Regions from separate parts of the Hordeum vulgare genome. Here region 1 is linked to region 2. The links are chromatin contacts, called in public Hi-C maps. All regions are on one chromosome and are shown on one strand. The core of a region is the stretch at or near the end of the contact, and the rest is flanking DNA. Distances in the headings are between cores, read along the strand shown.

Region 1 (4,168 bases), core at 178-2,677, 490 kb before region 2:
CTGAGGTTGACTTGTCAAAGGATCTTCTGGCATTCTAGAACGAGTGCCCTGGGACTGGTCATTCTCAGCAGGCACCACAATGCTATCTGATGGAGAGTCACTAGATTTAGGTTGCATGTTGGATGGACAAATTTGACTGTCCATGCCACTTAACTGCTGATGCACATTATCATCCATGTTACCAGTCATCTCATTTTCTCCCACTGACTTCAACAACATTTCCACACACTCAGTGGAAGTTGCCTCTGACCAGACATAGTTACTCCTAGATATGGAGCAAGATTCAGCTGCACTAGAACTAAAATCAACGACGGTACTTCCAGTGGACAGCACCTCAATCCAACTATTATCGTGCCCTCCTACACTGAAAAATCCTTCAGAGTCTGTCAAATTGCCAAATCTGAGATGGCCCTGTAATTGGTCGTCAGTATCAAGTTTCGGCAGTGCAAATGGCCGCAAACCTGATGGGGGTTTACTGTTGTCTTCACCAGCTAGTTGAAAATTTTGGCTCTGGAAATCAGTATCATCATACTCCATGGGTGTTTGTCTGCAAGATGAACAAACTTAAAATTTATATAGAAATGGAAGTTCCAACATGTCAATGACGAAAGTAAAGTGTGAGCAGGAAACATTGCACCAAGCTAGCTAGGCATTTGGTAGATGGTTTACACATGTCTCCAGTTCATACATAAGCATAACTACACAAATCACCATTCTTCAGATGGGTGATCAAACATTACAGGGCTAATAACCTGCTTGGTAGGAACGGAAAACCAGAATCTTAGCCAATTATAGGAGGCCACAAGGACTTGCCTGCCCATGAGTCTCGCATAAAACTGCATGGCGGGGGGCATCAGCCCATTTTTAAGCTCCGTATAATAAAGCACACGAGATGGGCCAAATACTAATTCTGATGTCATGCCCTACCAGCAAATCACCCTCTATTAGCTAAGCCTAAAATCAAATCGCTGGAGCAGGAACCCAAAGCCGCAGTTGGCAACAGCTGGACATAGCAAACCCGACACTCACGGACTGACACTGGATGCTACTCCAAAACCCTAATTCCCGAGAGCTGGCAGCGAACTTGAAACCAGCCCGCTAAAAGCATCCAAAAAACGAAGCGCCCCAGTTCAAGCGCCACTCAAAACCCTAGCTCGTCGGGCCAGGCGCTGGCCCGGAGCAATTCCCGACGCGAGCACACGGCACCCGTCAGCCACACGCGGTAAATGGAAGGGGGAAGGGGGAGATACCGAGGTGATGTCGCTGGAGCTTCTAGCACCCGCCATACGTGAGTGGGGTGGTCGGAACCCTAGATCCTGCGGGGCGGCGGCTGCTGCTCATACCCCGGCGCCCGGCGCCGGAAGGACCCTGCCTCCTGCTTCGGCGGCCGCGGCGACACCGTGAACGGTGGGGGGAGACGGGGGCGGGGGCGGGGGCGGTCGGCGGCGAGAGAAGGGCGGCGGAGGAGGCGATGAGGCGGGGGTGGAGCGGGGTTTGTAGCTTTGTGGTTTGGCTGCGCGGAGCACCACGCCAGTCGCGAACCAGGCACAAGCCAGTCAGTCGGCCACCGCACACTGAGGAGAGGAGAGAAGAGGGGGCGGGTGCGGGCTCGGGCTGGGGTTGGGGTTGGATCGGGTTTGGGTCTTTGTTGCGGCGTTTGGGTTTGGTTTGTGACGAGACTTTCGCCTGTCGCGACGCCTCTGGTGCGAGTGGGGGCGCCACCATGGACTTGGCCCGTAGACCACCTGTGACTCTGTTGGCGAGTAAGATCATCCGCACCCAACGTCTCAAATAACCCTCGTACGTTTATGAACACGCCCGATCAATCGAACAGGAAAAAAAAAATCAACCAAACCCCTTAATCATCTTTGTACGTTCGGGCTATCAACGAACCCTCATATCCATCTCAAATATGGAAAGGATATAAAGGGCTTGCAGATGCGCCCGGACGTACCCGGTCAGTCTGCCACATAGGACGCATCAAGGCCGTGGACCATATTTTTTTTCTCTTTATTCATTCATTTCTTTCTTTTCTCTCCTTCAATTATGTGCAAATGACCGTACATATGAGCAAGAAAATAAGGAGGGTGGTTACGCGAACGGACAAATAGAATACACGTCCGGTCATTCACCGGACGTGTCTGCGGGCATTTAGGGGGTTATATTTGCAATGTCCGATTATTATAGATACTCTAAGTAAATAGTGGATCATATGTGAAAGCCTTCTATTGTGTGTCTACTGTTTTGCGGTGTTTAGGTTTAGATCAAAAATGTCTTTAAAAAATGTTCTAGGTCAAAAAATTGCTCCCAATGCTAGATACTTTCAAAAACATTTTTATATTATGAAACGGTGGGAGTACATCTATTTGAGTGAGATTTAATATGTAATCGAGAAAACAACTTTTATGAAGGAAAACCCTGATGGAAATGTAAAATGTTGAAATAAAACAAAATGATTTATTATCACGACGGTCTTAGTTCGAATTACACTAAAGCCATGTGTACATGGGTCTAATGGCATATGCTCGGTATCATCATGCGGTTTTTTCAACCGACGCACACATTATTGTTATTCGCGGGAGTAGTACAATTGAATCTATAAAAAAAGTTCTAGAGTTGCATGTTAGTCATTGTGAGAGCTTACTTGCATGGTTTTTCTTTGCCATTGTTCCTATTGTCGACTCGGTGTGCGGTGCTCCCTTGCCTTTGGCACATCACAATGTTCGCCAACATATTGCACGATACCCCCCCCCTCCCCAAAAATGTGTGTGAACAATGTGAGCGGTATCATAGCTAATGGGTCGAATGGGCTCATCGTGTTCCCTTCTATACAAGTGTGTCAACTTATCCTTACTTATTTTTCATCTGTCTCTATTGTAGGGTGAAAATAAAATAAACTACTCATCAAAGATAAATGTCTTTTCACAACAACTCATGGTTTACATTGGTTATAACTTGAATGTACATCCTTATATCTTCACATCACCACCTACTTGATCTTTTTGTGATGTGACAGAGCCATCGAGACTAATCATCATGGAGTACAATTTGATCAATTTGAAAGCTTGGTTTGAGAGACGGTCTTTTGACATTCATCGTGAGAACTCACTTACGAGATCTTGTTTGTCATTGTGTTCCCGTTCCAACTAGGTGGACCATTGACTTTGTCGCACCCCAACATATGACACCTTGTTGCACGATAGTACCCCCCCCCTTCCCCTTCTAAGTGTGCAAGAGAGTGTGAAACGTGACATAGCGAGCCAGTCGTATCATTTCGACATGTTCCCTTCTATAAAAAGATGCGCCAGGTGGATCCCCAGCATGTGTCGTCAACTATCTCTTACATGACCAGATTTAAACACTTATTTGGTGGATGTGAAACGTGTTTGGACAAAGGGGGTTGCTAGGAATCAACCGGATGATTTCTCTAAGCGATTCGTCCAATCCCAAACACGTAACCGTCTGATCTCCTTTTCATCTGGCCCATTCTCACGCCCATGCACCTTACCACCACCAGCGGCCTGACCACTCCATTGCAGCCACAACTGCAGGGCCCATACCCCTCCCGCACCGGCCACAGTGAAGGGACATCGCTGAATCCAGTATAAGCACTCTCTCCGACGGCTCTCCGCTGAGCTGCATCGCAGCACCTCACTAGTGCTGCAACTGATGCTCTCTCATGACCACTTCGCAACAGGCTAGCCCGCTTGCACCATGGTGCTCTCTCCGGGGAGCTTCATCGCAGTATTCCATGGCAGCACCGACGACCTTCGGCGATGCTCCGGTGCAGCTCAATGGCAACATGACCCGGTGCGACAAAGCTTCACCGCAGCCCAACGAAGCTTCATTGTAGCTCCATCACAGCACAATCGCAGCACCGCACGCACAACAGCTTAGACACATCATGTGACACCCCGGTAATTAAGCTACAGTAACCGCACCCTAATGATGCTAGGTCATCATATTTAACTGAGTTAGGTTGTCACTAAATAAAAGTCAAAACAGTTATCATTTTTATTTTAAAGACAAACGAATTAAATTTTCAGATGTAAGAAAAATAAAAATGTTTGAATTATAGCACATAGTAGTGGTTAATATGTTTTCTGAATTAGAATGCAGAAAATAAAAATTTATATAAAGAAATAAACAAAAGGGTAAAATAAAACTG
Region 2 (4,245 bases), core at 1,456-3,955:
TAAGTGTACTTTTTCCTTTTCTGTCAGTCAAACTAGTTAAACTTTGACTAATTTTATCGAAAAAGTTGCTAGCATTTATGACATAAAATTAGTATCAATAGATTTATCTTTATATGAAGTTTTCAAATATATCATTTTCATGTCATATATGTTGCTACTATTTTTTATAAAGTTGGTCAAATTTTAAAAAGTTTGACTAAGTACAAACCTATATGTACACTTATTTATGGACGGAGGGAGTATGTACTTTCTCGCCAAGAGGTTAGTATTTATTTTGGGTAATTTGTTTGTCCTTTTCTTGTCCTGTTCTCAAAGGAAAAGGAGGTGGCACACTTATTAGGGGAACCCATCCATTATAGTATGCAAGTTTGATACACGTTTTAAAGTTGACCTGCTAACAGGGCAGAATTTATTTATGTTCACAAGTACAAGCCTGATGTTTGGAAGAAGAAAAAACCCTGAAAATCATTGGCTCAGTCGCTTGTTCCTTGTTGTGACCAGTAAAGCCAAGAGCAAAATATAATCCCAAAGCAGCACACGAGCAAACCTCAATTGATCATACGTAGTAGTACTGGATACTAGCCCTTTTTGTGTGGTTACTTGACTGATCACTACCCTTATATCAGAAAACAACAAATCTAATTCCCACTGTATCAGCTGCCAGAAAAGGAGAAAGAAGGTGGCAAGGGACAATTATTTCATGGATCAAGACACGCAAGCATGTGGTCACTCGTCACAACGACTTCTTTGGTGGTGCCAGCCTAGAAAAATGCGGGTCCTAGCGACGTGTCAGGGTTCATATGAAGCAATAATTTAGCATAGGCTCCAACAGAGAGATTCAATCGCCGTCATGCAGAATTTACTTTTTGAGCTTTTGTTGCGGTAGTACTCTCTCCCTTCGTAAATATAAGACCTTTTAGAGATTGCATTATAAACTACATACGGATGTATTTAGACATATTTTAAAGTGTAGATTCATTCATTTTGCTCCGTATATAGTCTCTTAGTGAAATCTCTAAAAGGTCTTATATTTTGAAACGGATGGAGTACTTTTTAGGATGCCAGATGTTTGCTGCCGCTACATCCACCCCGCTTTGATTCGCTGGAAAATACCCTCAGTGATACAACCGTTGCTTTCTATTAGCATTGAATTTGAAAGGCGTCCGTCTTGGACACAATATGTCCATGTAAAGTCTAAATTTACCTTTCTCTCCCACCCAACGCCACTAAAGTGACACCACGTAATTTAATCACATGTTCCGATTCTGAGGATGAGTAAGCACCAACGAATATTTGTGGTATTATAATCTACTGGGAGCCATCCTTGAGAATCGGACGTCGATGTCAAAAATAGTAGCACTAAAAATCTGAAAGAATGGCAATCGATAAACTAAAACGGACGTAACGTAACTGACCACCAACGATCACAAATGAAACGAGGCTGCAAGAGTCAAGCGATGAGTCACTCACCGGCCTTGAGCGCGGCGTCTGCCTGCGAGACGTTGCGGGCCATGCAGGCGAGCAGCGCGATGCCGTGCTCCGCCGCGGCGACGGTGTTGGCCGTGGGAGCGTTCACGACGAGGCACCCGGCCTCGGTCGCCGCCTGCAGGTCGACGTTGTCTATCCCGACGCCGGCCCGGCCGACCACCCGCAGCCGCCCGCGCCCGGCCTCCAGCACCTCCCTCGTCACCTTGGTGCCGCTCCGCACGATGAGCGCGTCGAACTGCGCCACCTTGGCGAGAAGCTCGGCGGGGGACATGCCGTACGCGCACTCCACGTCGGCGAACTGGCGCAGCACGTCCAGCCCGGCCTCCCCCAGTTTCTCCGCCACCAGCACCGCAGGCTTCGCCCGCGGCGCCGAGTCCGACACGGAACGCGAGATCCGGCGCCTCGGCTCCGAAGAGGTCACCGGCGCGGTGGCCGCCGGCGACGACAGGATCGCGGTCCGGGCGCGGAGGCGCGCGAACGGGATCGAAGACGCGGCGAGGCGGGCCCGCGCTTTCGTGGAGGCCGGGCCCGCGCCCCCGTGCGGGCTGGAGAGGAGGGCGCGTGAGGCGGACATGTTCAATCAATCAGGCTCGAGCCGTGTCTCACGCCGGTGATACTGATATCTGGTTATCGGAAGACAGGGAGCCGGAGGAAGAAGCAGAATGGTCTTTTCTCTATTGATATTGATCTATTGATATTGAGGCAAGGAGGAGCAAGGATTGGTTGGTTAACGCGAGGCTCCGGGGAAGTTGGTGGGGGTTATTTTGGGGAAATTAATTTTGACGGGTGGATGGGACAGGAAATTATTGCTTGGGGGGCCTGGAAATGCAATACATGGATCGAGACCTGAGAGAACACACCAGGAAACAAAGCTCAAGCAAAATAATATGTTGTCGGATGGTAAGACGAACGATGGTATTTTCAGCCTATCTGCTGGTGTTTGCATTGTTTTTATATTTATTTCAGGATTTTCAGTGATACGTTTTCAGTGAGAGGAGACGTTTTCGTCGATGACGAGGCGCCTAAGATGACATCGTAAATCTCAAGATGATATACCGCTTCAGTCTTTCGAAGGTGCTCATAGAATAGGATGAGGGTGTGTGTTTATAAGGGTAATGTGGCACCCCGGCTCACAAATCGGATTACCAGTGTTTTCAACTCAGAGATCATGTCTTCTGTAAACACTCAACAACTTGAAACAAAATTGAACTGACTTTATTGATAGCATATGGTTACAAGTACATATCTTATAAGGATAGCGAGGCCAAAGGCACCCTCGGTGCTGCAACAGTATGTACATTATTTATGAATCATAGTGGGGCTTCGAGACTACTAAGTACTTCTACGGCGTAGCGGAACATAGCGGCAACTCCATCCACAGGGACACTGCTGTGGACACTTCCTAGTACGGACCATGAGGACCTCCGTCCTCGGCTTCTCCTGCATCTGCATGTTACGCTAGATGAGTATTTGGAATGTACTCGCAAGCTCACAACAACCAAGTAATGCAGCAAACAATAGCATGACAATCAATATAGTTTATTAAGCAAGATTACTGATTCTACCAATTACCAACTTACTCATGTCTGGGTTGTCTTACAACACCCAGAATACTCATCGAGCATCTCTAATCCTTTGAAGAGTTCTTCCATCATTACTAACACGGATATGGTTGACCATCTACTGAGGTCTGGTCGGGTTGTCCAATACCGTGGACACGGCTATTTGAATAGGTTTGACACTCTACATAGGTTGCACACTTTACCCACACTATGGAGCACCGACCTCGGGATCCCATTCGGTTGGACCAGTGTTGCTCCAACGAAACCTGCCTGGCCCGTGACTCTCTCATCCTACCACCGGCAATCATCCTCCCCGGGAGTCCTGCCCTAGGTGGCCCTGTGTCCTCATGACACCTGCCATCGTCGTGGCCAAACTAAACTGGCCCAACGGGGGATGGGCCCAAAACAACTCAACTGGGCTCACAGGGTTACCACCACCTACCTAATCAGGGTAGCACGCGTGCATAACCCTCCCTCTTTGGAGGTACCGGTGAAAGGTCACGCGATCAGCTCAAGTCACGGCCGCCCCATACCGGCAAAATGTGGTTGCACAGTTAAGCCCAGACAGGTGACTCTAGATCAACCACTAAGTAATTTCAAATATAGTGGTTTATAACAATGAGCACTTGTTTATATTTAATAATTTACTATGCATTTATTTTATAGAAAATAAATGGGCATAACGCAAGAAAATATTCTATGCTATGAAAATACTACATCACATGGGTATCCTGGTCTTCACCAAAGTTTCCCTCTGAAATAAAAAAAAAAGAAAATGTCACATTGTACCTTTTTATTAACCAGAAATTCTGTGAGTATGGAAAAAATACCAAAATCTACCAGAAATTAGAGGGGATCAGTACCAACTGAATGCAAAAAAGAATCAATTGATTTGGACTTAGGAATAAAAAGTTATAAAGGGTCAAAGTTACTGGTCAAATATGAAATTAAATCAAAAATAATAAATCTAACGGGGGCCACGTCGAAGGCGTAAAGTGGAGAAGGTGGGGCCTGCCCTTTTTAAAACAGAGAGAGAGGAGGGGAACAGAGGAGGGCGGCTCACCAACGATACAGACGGCGACGGAGCTGGGAGATGACGGGAATCGATCGGCCTCTCGACGGCGGTTCCCCTGTACCCGTAGCTCCTCCGGAGGTGGACGGACGGCGTTGCCCCTTCTTCTCCGACGATGGAAGC

Evidence for each region. A called contact is a pair of places that touch in the nucleus more often than the background predicts.
Region 1: a contact with region 2 is called in a Hi-C map of leaf, with 4 times the contacts expected there. The contact joins the promoter of LOC123439612 here to the promoter of LOC123439600 in region 2. A contact is called at or near these places in 4 of 6 Hi-C or Micro-C datasets (leaf and seedling) and 1 of 1 datasets of contacts at active chromatin or transcription factors (embryo).

What each region holds. Positions count from the first base shown.
Region 1 is chr1H:388,555,095-388,559,262 of MorexV3_pseudomolecules_assembly, reverse strand. LOC123439612 reads right to left here and starts at 1,427. Exons shown (of 17, transcript XM_045116312.1): 1 at 1,251-1,427; 2 at 1-547. The coding sequence starts at 537.
Region 2 is chr1H:388,065,242-388,069,486 of MorexV3_pseudomolecules_assembly, reverse strand. It overlaps LOC123439600 (D-3-phosphoglycerate dehydrogenase 3, chloroplastic-like), which reads right to left and starts at 2,705. Exons shown (of 4, transcript XM_045116295.1): 1 at 1,471-2,705. The coding sequence starts at 2,062.